Regions from separate parts of the Mus musculus genome. Here all the other regions are linked to region 3. The links are chromatin contacts, called in public promoter capture Hi-C maps. All regions are on one chromosome and are shown on one strand. Each heading gives the region's core, a stretch centred on a gene start, on an enhancer-like site or on the middle of the called end of the contact. The rest is flanking DNA. Distances are from core to core; before and after follow the strand shown. Region 1 holds the start of Tmem170 (transmembrane protein 170). Region 2 holds the start of Cfdp1 (craniofacial development protein 1). Region 3 holds the start of Mlkl (mixed lineage kinase domain-like). Region 4 holds the start of Chst5 (carbohydrate (N-acetylglucosamine 6-O) sulfotransferase 5). Region 5 holds the start of Adat1 (adenosine deaminase, tRNA-specific 1).

What was found. Promoter capture Hi-C pulls out the DNA fragments that hold promoters and counts their contacts. Capture Hi-C pulls out chosen DNA fragments and counts their contacts.
Region 1: a promoter capture Hi-C map of liver shows a contact between it and region 3, with 2.2 times the contacts expected there. The contact joins the promoter of Tmem170 here to the promoter of Mlkl in region 3. A contact is called at or near these places in 4 of 39 promoter capture datasets (the C10 cell line, cranial neural crest and neutrophils), 2 of 115 datasets of contacts at active chromatin or transcription factors (bone marrow-derived dendritic cells and large pre-B cells) and 3 of 9 other capture datasets (adipose tissue, liver and pancreatic islet).
Region 2: a promoter capture Hi-C map of liver shows a contact between it and region 3, with 2.3 times the contacts expected there. The contact joins the promoter of Cfdp1 here to the promoter of Mlkl in region 3. A contact is called at or near these places in 8 of 39 promoter capture datasets (the 3T3-L1 cell line, the C10 cell line, the HPC-7 cell line and 5 more), 1 of 484 Hi-C or Micro-C datasets (psoas muscle), 4 of 115 datasets of contacts at active chromatin or transcription factors (bone marrow-derived macrophages, large pre-B cells, microglia and 1 more) and 1 of 9 other capture datasets (liver).
Region 4: a promoter capture Hi-C map of stem cell-derived epiblast-like cells shows a contact between it and region 3, with 2.8 times the contacts expected there. The contact joins the promoter of Chst5 here to the promoter of Mlkl in region 3. A contact is called at or near these places in 5 of 39 promoter capture datasets (the HPC-7 cell line, cranial neural crest, liver and 2 more), 1 of 15 datasets of contacts at CTCF or cohesin (large pre-B cells) and 1 of 484 Hi-C or Micro-C datasets (embryonic stem cells).
Region 5: a promoter capture Hi-C map of pre-B cells shows a contact between it and region 3, with 6 times the contacts expected there. The contact joins the promoter of Adat1 here to the promoter of Mlkl in region 3. A contact is called at or near these places in 5 of 39 promoter capture datasets (the C10 cell line, the HPC-7 cell line, liver and 2 more), 3 of 484 Hi-C or Micro-C datasets (B cells, LSK cells and embryonic stem cells) and 1 of 115 datasets of contacts at active chromatin or transcription factors (bone marrow-derived macrophages).

What each region holds. Positions count from the first base shown.
Region 1 is chr8:111,875,355-111,878,054 of GRCm38.p6, forward strand. It overlaps Tmem170 (transmembrane protein 170), which reads right to left and starts at 1,321. Exons shown (of 3, transcript NM_025781.2): 1 at 1,149-1,321. The coding sequence starts at 1,281.
Region 2 is chr8:111,852,999-111,855,698 of GRCm38.p6, forward strand. It overlaps Cfdp1 (craniofacial development protein 1), which reads right to left and starts at 1,339. Exons shown (of 7, transcript NM_011801.2): 1 at 1,146-1,339. The coding sequence starts at 1,209.
Region 3 is chr8:111,336,823-111,339,522 of GRCm38.p6, forward strand. Mlkl (mixed lineage kinase domain-like) reads right to left here and starts at 1,383. Exons shown (of 11, transcript NM_029005.3): 1 at 1,002-1,383.
Region 4 is chr8:111,908,932-111,911,631 of GRCm38.p6, forward strand. It overlaps Chst5 (carbohydrate (N-acetylglucosamine 6-O) sulfotransferase 5), which reads right to left and starts at 1,268. Exons shown (of 2, transcript NM_019950.2): 1 at 1,201-1,268.
Region 5 is chr8:111,990,882-111,993,581 of GRCm38.p6, forward strand. It overlaps Adat1 (adenosine deaminase, tRNA-specific 1), which reads right to left and starts at 1,421. Exons shown (of 10, transcript NM_013925.5): 1 at 1,300-1,421. Kars (lysyl-tRNA synthetase) reads right to left here. Exons shown (of 14, transcript NM_053092.3): 14 at 2,558-2,700.

The DNA.
Region 1 (2,700 bases), core at 71-2,570, 540 kb after region 3:
TTGCATGAGACATCCATCAACACCAGCCAAATATACAACTGTGGCCCCATAATCTAGCCTACCATCTAGGCCTACCTAACCCCACCTATGATGGTCTCACAAGTGCCTAATGAGCCTCAGCTTTTAAGTAGACATGTGACTTTTACCACCCGAACTAAGCATATGGGTACTTGTTATTCTCTGTTTCGCCTTCTCAGGTTTGGAAATCTCCTTAATAGTTGGGAGAGAAGTAAGAAAATGAGTTAGAACAGACTCACTGAATCCTAGGAAAGAAAGAACCCTTCATCTTTTGGAGAAGGTCGCCAGAATGCTGTGTGTCTGTGTGTTTACTTATTTGTAATCACTTTCAGATTTGTTTGTTTATTTATATATGTATTTATTTGTAATCACTGTCAGGTGGGACACTAGTACTTCTGGAAACAATCTGAACTCCCAGACTCTTTTCTTGTGGGCAGGATCACAAGCTAACATCTTCAGCTGCCACAAAACAAAAAGGCAGCCACCTTGTCAGCTACTACACAGGCAGGTCCCAGGTGTCCACCGAGAGGCGCCTGGCAGTCGCTGCCCAGTAGATGAGACTCACAGGTGTCTGGTCGAAGGTTGCAGTCAGCAATCCCACCCGTCATCCTCTTTTACAACGTCACTGGGTTAGTTTCTCTTTGCGGCAGTGTCCTAATACCCCTACCCCCCCACACCCCACCCCACCCCCGCCTCTGTCGTCTTGCCTTCAAAAACCCAAAGCAATCATGCCCTCCCCTGAGGGCCTTTATTAATAACCTCAGGGGATCATTCTCTTCTCCACAACTTTCTGAATTGTAGCAGTTCTACAATGTAAATGTAACTTTAAAAGCCCTCCTGGCAGAAGGCGGCGAAGCCCGGGTAAGAGCTAAGAGCAATTTAGAAGTTCTGTCTTAAGTTCTTCTAGGTGCGGGTGGGGGAATCCGCAACAGGTCTGAGCAGGCTGGTGGGAAAGTGGGTGTAGGACAGAGTCAGAGGACAGCGTCAGCACACAGGCTCTCAGAGGAAGGATACTAGCAGTCACTAGGACTGGACAGCCGTCGCCCCAAGTGCGATTCCAGGGCTGCCTCGGCCTCGCCCTGGGAGGCAGGCGACAGGTGCGCAGTGCGCAGGCGCGGGGCGGGGCGTACCTGGGAAGGAGCAGAGCGAAGTGGAGTTGGGGCACAGGGTCCCGTTGCCCACCCGCGGCACGAGCTTCAGGCTGAGGATCTGCTGCAGGAGCCCGGCTGAGCCGCCGCCACCGCCGCTCCCCTCGCGCTCCATCCCGCCGCCATCCACCGCCCGCCGCGCCGCGGAGTACCGCACCTCCGCAGCCACGGCGTCACCTTTGGCCGGCCCTCTTCTCCCGCCCACTCCAACGGCGCTGCTAGAGTAATCGTTTCTCCTTCCAATCACAGGGCGCCGCAGATGGAGGGGGCGGGGTAACGGTTGTTCCCGCCCCCTGGCGCTGCGTTCGATTAGAGAAACCCACGGCATGCTGCGCCCCTAGTGGCAAGTTTCTTCTGCTCCATCTGGGTGTGTTGGGCTCTGCCCTCTTTAGTGCCACCTTTAAGTAGGACAAGTCCGGTGAGATTGCTCAGCGGGTAGAGGCGAGGTGTTTGCCTCCAAGCATGAAGGATTTGCCTTCCATCCCTAGGACTCATATGGTGAAAGGTGAGAACCAACTCCCATGGTTGTCTTTTTACCTTCACATACACATAGACTCACATACATTTTAAAATAGTATACAAGGATACATCACCAAAAATAAAAATTAAGTGACCACTAGCCTACTCAAATTTCTCTGTAGGACTGAATATGTATTGACAGAGAACCAGCCTAGCTGCACATCCCTAGATTCCAACCCCAGTTGCTTAGCCTGTCAAAGTCTATAGGTTCGCTGGGCGGTGGTGATACGTGCCTTTAAACTCAGCACTCAAGAGGTAGAGGCAGGCAGCTTTCTGAGTTCGAGGCCAGCCTGCTCTACTGAATAAGCTCCAGGACAGCCAGAGCTACATAGAGAAACTCTGTCAAAACCAAAACCAAAGCAAATACAAGACAAAACAAAAGACTGTAGGTTCAACTTCCGAACAACCAACAAGCAAAAATAAGACTTTTTAAATGGACCAAAACAGAGGCAGGCGGATTTCTGAGTTCGAAGCCAGCCTGGTCTACAAAGTGAGTTCCAGGACAGCCAGGGCTATACAGAGAAACCCTGTCTCGAAAAACCAAAAAGAAAAAAAGGACCAGAAATTCTCTAAGTCACAGAAGTTGAAACTTTTAGGAGCTGTGACCTGAGTTCCATCTCAGGAGCCCACGTGGTAAAAGAGAACCCATAACTGCAAGTTGTCCTTTGACCTGCACAGGTTCCCACACACATATGGCCATGGCTCTCCCTGGTTGTAAACTTGACGACGCCTGGAATGAACTAAAACCGCAATGGCTGGCGAAACCTGTGAGGGATTTAAAGTAGCAATACCTATAATCTGGATCTTTGAGGTGGAAAATCCACCTTTGATCTGAACCACGCCATCTACCGGTTTGAATATGCTTAGCCCATGCGAAGTGTGGCACGTATTAGGAGGTGTGGCCTTGCTAGAGGAAGTGTGCCACTGGGTAGGCAGGCATTGAGGTCTCCTAGTGTTTAAGCTCCACCCCAGTGCGGAGGAGACAGTTTCTCCTGCTGAGATTCTCTCAGCTCCC
Region 2 (2,700 bases), core at 89-2,588, 520 kb after region 3:
ACAATCGTCTATAATTCGACTTCCAGGGGATATTAATACCTATTCTAGGCTCTGAAGACACTAAATATACATGTAGATACATACAAATAGATGTGCATGTAGGCAAAACACTCACACACATAAATGTTTAAAAGATTTGTCTGGACCTCGCATAAGCTGGATTCTTAGTGTGCTCCTCTACCGCACCCCAAGAAAAAAAAGATAGCTAGGCCATTAAGAGTGTGCGCTTCAGCCGGGCGTGGTGGCGCATGCCTTTAATCCCAGCACTTGGGAGGCAGAGGCAGGTGGATTCGAGGCCAGCCTGGTCTACAAAGTGAGTTCCAGGACAGCCAGGGCTATAGAGAAACCCTGTCTCAAAAAAAAAAAAAAAAAAAAAAAAAAAAAAAAAAGAGTGTGCGCTTCATTCCAAAGGATCTGACTTTGGTTCCAGAGTCGGGCGGCTCACAACTGAGTGTAACTCCTTCACCTGGGGACCCGATACCCCCTTCTGTCCTCTTTGGCCACCTGAATGCACCGCCATACATACACAAAAATAATAAGGGGCTGGCGAGACGACTCAGCTCTACAACCACCTGTAACTCCAGTCCCAGAAGCCCTAGGCACACACATGATGTACAGAGACAGACAGACATTCAGGAAAAAACACTGATATACGTGCCATAAAATCTCTAAAAATAAAACTTTTGAAAAAGTTCTTAAAAGAGGACGATGGGTAGCTCCTGCAAAGAGGGAAAACACATTATCACATCAACTTTCTAACAAGCCGATCCCTTCCGAACCCAGAGGCGGACAATTGAGTTTCGGACGTGAAGGAAGCTGGCAATTCCCTAAAAACAATCTCCAATGTCCGGGTCGGCTTCCAGAACCAGCCGGTAGGTAGGTAGTACGCTCAGCCTGCGGGCTTCACGCGCCTGTTCCCGCGCTCCGAGGGGGCGGCGGCCCAGGACAGCAGCTATGCAGAACCGACACATGCGTGTTCCAGGCCGCCTGAGGGCCGGGGTCCTGATAACCCGAACTCCGGAGCCCACGGGCCGTGGGGACCTCGCGATCACGAGGCCCACGCCCTGGGGACCGTCCGGGAGAGTCTCGAGTGAGGTGTGAAGCGTGGAAACCACCCTCCTTTCGCCTCAGGCCGAATCGCTCACCGGACGGCAAGTAGTCCTCATCCTCGTCCGATGTGGAGAAGTCTTCGGAGTCGAATTCCTCCATGCTGCTGTCACTTGGGGCCTGCTACCCACACGACTGCGGCCACTGCCCCAAAATAGCGAAGCTAGATATAGGGCGAGACCATAGGGGTACAGGACCAGCAGCTAGGGCCGCCCTAGAGGCGAGCGCACATGCGCAGGCAGTGCCACGTGGTCAGAGACGACACTTCCGGCTGCTGCGATTGGTCAGTCTACACTCACCGGGCCCTTGTGGGATTCCGGACCCCCACCTCTCAGAAGCGATGCATGCTGGGGCTTGTAGTTTTCAACGGTACCGTGCGTCCTTAATGGAGAATGGCTTATCTGCGGAAATAGTACTTTCTCTTTATACTTGTCTTTTTATTTTGAAATTTGCTCACAAGCTAATATTTTTTCTAACTCTAAAATCAGAGATTAAAATGTCGCTCCCGGATATGCTCAGCGAGTAAAAACTGAAAGCTGAATAGATAGATGCTAAAGTTCCCATCAACTTTTGAGCAAGGCTGAGGCTCTGCCTTTTTGATTCAATTCTCTCGCTAGAATCGAATTCTTTAATGCAGTTTTTGTGCCTTTTCCCTGCATTTTTGTTTTTGTTTGTTTTTTTTTTTTTTCTGCCTAAAATTGCTCCCAAGAACACTACCGAAACTCTGTCTAATATTCTAAGCGCAAGAAGACTGCGACGCTCTTTCCTGAGAAACTCGGCCTGTTAAGTAAGCTACATTCAGGCCTGAGTTACAAGTACTGTTGGCAGTAAGTTCAGCATTAATGAATCAACAATCCGATAATCACTAAAAGACAAAAGGAAATCCGCTTATCTGTGAGGGAAGCCACTACACAAAGTGCTAGATTGACACTTTTGAAACAACGGGAAAGATGGATGGAAAAGCAGTTAAATTTGTGAGTATGTGAGGATTGGCGAGACGGCCCAAAGGTTAACAGTACTTGTTGCTTCTGCAGCAAAACTAGGTTTGGTTCCTAGCATCCCCAACATGGCGGTTCACTACCGCCCTGGTTCTGACCTCAATAGGCACCAGGCATGTATGTAGTACAGTGCAGCAAGCACCTTCACCCACTGAGCCATGCCCCTAGTCCCTCAGAAATCACCTTCTGCCGGGCGTGGTGGCGCACGCCTTTATATATATATATATATACACACATTTTTTTAAAACTGTGATGAGAATATAATGCATACTGTACTGAGAATAATCGAACTCTCGGAGCACATGAAGGAGGAAGATGAGGAAATCTTAGCAGAGAAATCCGTAGGAACAACCAATAGGAAATTTTAGCAGAGACATCGGGAGGACCAACCAATGCTCTGGATGAGTGGGTAAAACCTGGTGGGAGTTGACCAATGGGATGGCAATGGGAATCAGCCTAAGAGTTCACAGCCGTCAAAATATCAGTGTGGAATACATCTAAAGGGGGCTGGGGAAGGTGACGTAGAAGAATGTGACCCAATGCTTAATTGTGCCCTCAAATTTAAGCATGTCACCTCCTCTGGCCCTTATGCTGA
Region 3 (2,700 bases), core at 133-2,632:
CCACACGGTGGCTCACATCCATCTGTAATGGGATCTGATGCCCTCTTCTGGTGTGTCTGAGGATAGCAACAGTGTACTCACATAAAACAAATTAAATAAATCTAAATCTTACCAAAAAAAAAAAAAAAAAAGTGAAAAAGCAGCCAAACTGAAATCAAGCATGTGAGTAATTAGTTTTCCTTGTCCCCAGGATTCCTGGGCAGGAGGCACAGGCATTAATGTCAGAGTACTCTTTAATGGCTGAGCCATCTCTCTAGCCTGTCAGGACGCTCTTAGAGAAAAATCAATGGATCTCGGGGCCCAGCCATTCCCAGATGGTGAGCCCAAGTCGTCAAGGCTCTTTCTTGGATGTCTGAGAGCAAAGGAGAAAAATCTGGAAGCACTACTAAATATATTAATTACTCATATCCTCCCCCCCCCCCCCAGCCTGGACTATACAGTGAGTTCCAGGCCAGCCAGAGCTACACAGTGAGATCCTGTTTCGATAAACAAATAAATAAATAGTCTAAAAAAAATCAGATGCCCTTTAAAAAAAAAACTTTACGTTAGATTATTCGTGAAATGGGCCCCAGAAAAGGAAGAGGGCGTTCATAGTTAAGAACTGGAATCCCGCTGAGTAATGGTGGAGCATACATGCCCTTAGTCTCAGCACTTGGCAATCAAGAGGCAGGCAGATCTCTGAGATCATGTCCGGCCTGGTCTACGGAACAAGTTCCAAGTTCCAGTGCAGCCTGAGCCACCCAGAGAAACCCTGTCCTGAGTCCCCGCTTCCCCCACCCCTACCCCAAACCCCCGTAATCGTCTGTGCTGGAAATTAATTGTCCTACTGACTACCCATCTACTCTACGACTTGGGCACCTCGGGGCGGGTCCCCAGTCCCCACCTTTTGCCTTTCCTCGAATGCCATTCCTCGATCTCCATCCTCCTTGGGCAAAAAAAGGTCAGCAGAGATCTCAGCAGAATAACAGCCCAATTTAGTTAGGGAATCGAAACCAACTCACCCTAAGTTCCAGGAAGTCCAATCTGTGATTCTGGGATTCTCCTGCTTCCTCCTGCCGCGCTACAGCTCACTGGATTCTACGTGATCTCCGAGGGGCGCTCGTCCGGTCTATCCTGCGCTCAGTTCCTGTAGGATCATCAGTCTCCCGCCGCTCCCGGACCGCGGTCTTCTGCCTCGTTGACAATGCACGCCAGGTCGGAGCAGGTCCCCGGTGTCCTGAGTCCCCTCCCTTGGTGCAACCTTAAAGCTCTCGCCTCTCGGAGGAACTCCGCACCAGCCGCGGTTCCCGCCTAAAGTCAAATTTGGGCCAACGCAGCAATGCTCCAGCAGAGTCCTCAAAACCAACCTGTCCGACAGCTATTTCTGTCCAGAGTTCTGCTCCGGAAGCCGCGGCCAGTTTGACACGCCTTCCCCCGGCTTTCTACTCCTACTGGAGATATGCCAGCTTCCCACACCCGCTCTCTGGACAGCTCCCAGTTGAAGCCCCTAGTTGGCTGATTCTTTCCCCAAATCCATTAAATAGTTACTCTTCCCAGGTTCTCTGTTTGAGGTCTTGAATTTGGGGGTTGAGAAAATAAGGTTGCAGAGAGCCCTGATAGCCAGTGTAAGGGATAGCCTGGAACTTCAGCATAATTAAAAAAAAAAAAAAAGAAAGAAAAAGAAAAAGAAAACGAAAGTGAGGCGGATGTCCTGAGTCATTTTCCTCTCTCGAGGCAAAAGGCCTTGTCCTCTGACTTCAACGTGTGCACTGGCCCTGGCACGCAAACGCATGCATACCACACCGGTAAATACATAAAAATGGAGGTAACCCGTAGAAGTGCTGAGGCGGTTCCTTTAGCTGCTTTGTGTTGAATAATCCTGGGGCAGGGGATGGAGAGTAATGGAGGAAGTTTAAGGGAGTGTGAAGTTACCCAAGTAGGGGTCAGTTCCTTTTTTTCCCCTTCTAAGGTCATCTCCAAACTTTGTTATTTTTCAAGATGAGTTTATTATTTGTCAGTTATACCCCCAGTTAGCTAGTATAAGAAATAACCTTTCATTAGCTAGTTGGTGGTGGCACAGACCTTGAGTCCCAGCACTCAGGATCTCTGTGAGTTCGAGGCCAACCTAGTTTACAAATCCAGTTCCAAGAGCGCTAAAGCTCTACACACACACACACACACACACACACACACACACACACTCAGATATATGTTGAGATATATATCTCAAAAATAAAACTAAAACAAAATTTAAAAAGAGGAAGGAAAGAAAGAAGAAAATGCCGTTGGCTGACTCATGCTATATAGCTGGGAAAGAATAGAAATAAATTGTATGGGGAGACATTTTACTTTGAGGCAACATAGTTCAGGGATGTCTGGGGGGCTTAGTTTACCTGTTTTCTCACTTCTTTTCTTTATTAAAGATTTATTTATTTTATATTATGTGAGTACACTGTCATTGTCTTCAGACATACCAGAAGAGGGCATCAGAACCCATTACAGATGGTTGTGAGCCACCATGTGGTTGCTGGGACTTGAACTCATAACCTGTGGAAGAGCAGTCAGTGCTCTTAACCACTGAGCCATTGCACCTGCTCCATTTTCTCTCTCTCTCTTTTTTTTTTTTTTTTGCCCTTTCTCCCCACAGACATTCCCCACAAGATCTCATGTAGCCCAGGCTGGCATGGAATTCACTGTGTAGCCAAGAGTGTTCTTAGACTG
Region 4 (2,700 bases), core at 18-2,517, 570 kb after region 3:
GGCGTGGTGGCGCACGCCTTTAATCCCAGCACTCGGAAGGCAGAGGCAGGTGGATTTCTGAGTTCGAGGCCAGCCTGGTCTACAAAGTGAGTTCCAGGAAAGCCAGGGCTACACAGAGAAACCCTGTCTCAAAAAAAAAAAAAAAAAAAAAAAAAAAAAAAAAAAAAGACAGCATTTGGTGTATTTAGCTAAGAGCATGGCAACACAGTCCTGTAATCCCAGAATTTATGAGTTGGAGGCCAGGCCACCCTGGGCTACAGTGACAGCCTGGACCGTACCAAGTAATCAGGCCTCAAATCCCAGAACCCTTAAGCCCTCCTTCCGAAGTGTGGGGGGAATTGAATTTGTTTCCCCTTCCTGCTATGTATTAGGAGGAAAGAGAAAGGAACATTTTTTGGGGTGCGCACAGCACATACTGCGGCCAAGAAAACCCACTGCTGTGTCCAAGACTGAACATCGAAAAGCCAAGCCACTAGACCCAAATTCTAGATCTGGTTGCAAACTAATTTTTTTCTTCAGCATTCTGTGACAAAGCTCTTGAGCAAGCTTAAAATGATGCACTACTAGTGGATGGGAGAGGGAAAGGAGGGGTGAAGCCCCTGGCGGACTGACCATTTCCAAGAGCCCTGCGAACCATAACTTGTCACTATGACACACATTATACACAATTCACTCTCGCCACCAAGCCTGGCTAAGCTGTCAGACCGGTGAGCTACGAGAGCTGCGTCTCCAGTTCAGTCCAAATCCCTCCTTGAAATGGAACATCCCACCTGGAGACCTGATTACTCATCTATACCCGAAAGCTTGGAGTTTGCCCACGAACTGGCCCTGCCGCCCAGAGGAGAACCGCTCTCTCCCCAGGCTCAACAAAGACTCCTAGGACTGGTCCCTTCCGATTTCTACCCCACAAGCAGTCCTTCTTCCCTGGGAATCCACGGGGACAGACTCCGTTCTTACGATCCCACAGCGAAGAAGGGACATCCAGTGACATCGGCCCGGGAATCTAGAGGGCACCGATGGGGTACTAACATATAAGAAACACTTGGAGAAAACCAGATAGGAATCCCGGAAGAGCAGTAAGAACGAGATGTTGGGGTGCAGGAGTCCTTAGTTATCCTTAACCTTAGTTATCACGAAGACCCGGGCCCCCCACCCTGGAGCAGGCACCCCGTCCCCTCCCCCGTCCCGGCCCCGCTCTACCTGCGCTGCCCGCTGCGCTTCTGCGCTGCGCACCCAGGGCGCACACAAAGAGCCGCTCAGTCGGTGGTGGCTCTTTGCCTGGGGCCGCCGGCGGGAGCCAGGGCGGGATCGGAGCAAGGAGGCAGCCAGTTGGCCTAGGGCTCCTCTATCCTTCCCAGGCGTGACCGTGGTGGGCCACGCCCGGGGGCGGGGGAGGGGGGCGAGGGCAGGAAGGTGGAGGACACAGGTGGGCTCCCGGAACACTGACCGCCCCCCACGGGGTGGGGTGGATGGATCATCAAGCCTGCTGGCAGAGCCACCGCTCGGCCCCACTAATGGACCGAAAATATCTGTCCCGAGGGAAGAAGCTTCCAGAGGACAAAAGGCCCTTGTGCAGGAAATTGAATCTTTATCTTGCCCCCTCCTCTGAGGGTGGCATCTTTGCAACTATCCAAACAGACACCTTGATGCCAGGGGGACCAGGATGCCTCCTAAACAACAGCGGAGTCGGGAGGGGCCGAGGGAACAGGTAGTTTTTGCAGCTGCCATCCCCTTCGGGTACACGCCTCTACCCAGAGGTGCAGGTCCAGATAAACACTGGACACATCGCAGAAAAGAGATTTCTCCTCTTAACAAGTAATAGGGCAGAGCCCAAGCATATGCAGAAGGCAGGGCTTTGTGGGAGATTTGTAAATCCGTGGTGGGGGTTCAAGTCCCTTCTGGGAGCCTTTCCGGGCTTGCGGCTTGGCAAGATAAAATTAGGATCCTTAACCATGACCATGAGTTTTCTGAGCTAGTAACTTCTTTCTGAATCTATCTTAAGGAAATAAACCAACAATGAAGATTTATATATAACTTTCAAAGAAGTGGTATTTACCACAGGGGGCGGGGAAGCTACAATGAGCACAAAAATAAATAAACAAATAAATAAATAAATAGCTGCATTCTAAGAGAATGCTGTCTACTAACTTCTGGGTAAAGTTAGATGGCGGTTACTTTCTTCAGAGCTGGGTGGTAGCAGCACAGGCCTTTAATTCCAGCACACGGGATGTGAAAGTGGGTCTCTGAGTTCGAGGTCAGCCTGGTCTACAGAGTGAGTGCCAGGACAACCAGGGCTACAGAGAAACCCTGTTTTGAAAAGTAAAACAAAAATTTAAAGTCAGGTTTGGTGAATCATTCCTGTAATTAATTCCAGCACTTGAGAAACTGAGGCAGAAGGATTACCTGAAGTGTAAGACCACCCTGGGTTACATTCCAAGACCCTGTTTCCATAACATTAAATAAGTTTAATCGAGGCTCGTGAGATTTACATATTTTCTCCAGGAGACACTTTTAGAATTTACCTGGCCAAAAATGTACAAAACTTACTTTGAAATGCATGAATGTGAAGAAGTGGGGGGGGGGGGGGAGAAATGAACAGAGTAGGGGGGACCCAGGCCTCACCTCACTCAAACAGAATCTGAACGGATCAAGTGACAAAATCAGACCTTTCCCCATCCACCTTCCCGGGATGAGTAATCA
Region 5 (2,700 bases), core at 171-2,670, 650 kb after region 3:
TCTTTTGAGACAAATGTTCTTTTCCTCCGTTTCTAATCTACCTCACTCCAGCAAATTTCCAAAGTCTCTCACTGAAAGCTCTCACAGCAGCTGTGTTTAAGGGTGTGGGCATGGAGTTATACTTTCTAGGTTTCAATCTCAGTTTTAATACAGATGAACTGTGTGATTCCTGGGTAATTAGTTTTCACATCTGTTAAAACATGACTAATAGTATTTAACATTTTTTTTTCTAGACAGGGCTTTTCTGTGTAACAGTCCTGGCTGTCCTAGGACTTGCTCTGTAGACCTGGGTGCCCTGGAACGCACAGAGATCACCTGCCTCTGCCTCCTTTGTGCTAGGATTAAAGGCACGTGCCACCTAGCTAGTATTTAACATCTCTTATAAATACTTAAAAAGGCAAATGTCTATATACTGTGATTAGCATTCAGAAGATACAACATTTGGTGATCTGGGAAATTTGTATTGGTGGCAGAAGAGAAGCAATGTAACGGGCACACCAAGCCACTTCCATACAACCTAACAGAACATTATGCAGATCAGATCTGAAAGAGGCCTACAGTTGGCAGAAGAAATTCTCTCACTCTTGGCTGTTAGCGCTCACTGGATATAGCTCGACTTCAGTCGATTATATAAAAAGCTCCGTAGATGAGCTCACGCGATGGCTAGAGATGGCAGAGCATTTGTAGAATAAACAACAGAATTGTTTTTTTTGTTAGTTTGTTTTTTTTCTGAGCTCTGATGCGATGTTTTGGCAAGGTATTTCTAAGACTTCTGCAAAATGCAGGCACATTTTGCAGTAAATGGTAATGACTATTCTGGCAGGGGCTGACAGAGATTGTAACTTTCAAGTCTAACGCAGAGAAGTCTTGTATTTCTAGAAGGAATCCCAGAATCCTGTTAGTTCCTGATAGGCATCACAGAAGTTTATTTTATGAAGGTAGCCATCTGCCATTAAATTCGAGGTACACATTAGAACTACAAAACAAGGGGACGAAGCGGTCCAAACTACATCACGTCATTCACGCAGTTGTCGAACGTTTCGATATTTTGGGTCCGCTGTAATTCATCTCTACAACCCCAGGGCTCCTTCATACGAAGCAGCTCACAACAGGTATTGCTTTGGCTAAAAATAACAGTGCAAAGGTTGAAAAAACAAACAAACACTTCTTTTCCCACCCTTCCTACCGCAGGGCTGGAGAGCCTAGCAGGGCTGAGACCCCTCCCCGTGGGAGCAGTGGACACAGGTCCTCACAGTCTCCCCCCACCGCCCTCCCCTCGGCCAACTGTGTAGAGCTAACCCCGAGACGCCGATCCGGAGTCCCTCACACCCTATTATCCACGCGCCGCAACCTCCACGCGATGCCCCTCTACCGCCACGCTCGTTTAACCAGGTTGCGCAGCGGAAGTGACGCCCTAGAGGGCCGCTCCGGTCAAGCTCTGCCCGCAAAGCACGCTGGTCTTTGTAGTCTGTGGGAACGGTGCAAAGGGGAGGAAGCCGCCTCCGCAGCAAAGACCGACTTAGCTCGCATCTCATCAAAATTTTGAACAGAACTATAAGCAGATCCTCTGACAGTTTCTCACCTCAGTCATGGGCTTGGATGACCTGGCCCTCACTCATTTCTCTCATAACCCATTGTTATTCTTCAAATCGTTTCTTTTTTTTTTTTTTTTTTTTTCGAGACAGGGTTTCTCTGTGTAGCCCTGGCTGTCCTGGAACTTACTCTGTAGACCAGGCTGGCCTCGAACTCAGAAATCCACCTGCCTCTGCCTCCGGAGTGCTGGGATTAAAGGCATGAGCCACCACTGCCCGGCTCTTCAAATACAGTCTTATGGACATATATGCATGTATATATTTTAAAAGATTTATGTGCGTGTGCCTGTATCAATTGTCAATTTGTGCACATATGTGCATGCAAATGCCCAAGGCAGCTAGAAAAGGGTATTGGGAACTGGATCACGGTTGCAAGCTGCCTGACACACGGGTGCTGGGTACTGAAGCCTGGTCCTCTGTAAGAGCATCAATCCCTTGCAGCACTGAGCCATGTCTCCTGTACTGCAGTCTAAGTCTGCCTCCAGCCAAAAGGAACCTGCACTGGATCTGGTCTGGTTCTCCCTCAACTCTGCACTCAAGCCCTAAAGAAAATAAAAGGGATTTTTATGGAAGAAGTGACTTGACTTTTGTTCTCTGGTTGTTTCCAGTATTTCAGCACAATGGCTCATACTGAATAGACAGACATTAATATACATTTATTAGAGATTCTGACTGCAGGTGGGGCCGAGAAGTTGGCTTAGGAGTTAAGAGCACACCCTGCTCCCATGGGGCTGACCTTCGTTTTTCAGCCTCCGTGCTGGGCAGCTTACAGTGCCTGTAACTCTGGCTCTAAGGGACCCAACATCTCTGGCCTCAGGGCACCTGCACTCTAAATGCACACACACACACACACACACACACACACAATTGATAATAAAAATAAATCTTAAAAAGAATACAATGACAGAGCTCTAATTAGACCACTCATCAGACCAGCAGCCCGGGGGAGAAAAAGTAACACTGCATGGGTAAAGAGAGAAATGATTTATTTGGTAACGAGGAATAAAAAGAACTTCTTTAGTTCTTCTCTCTTGTGGAGGTTGGACTGCAGTGGCCAGATGGACGGCGCCACACAGGAATCGCTCCCTCAGACCAGATCTGCTGAGAT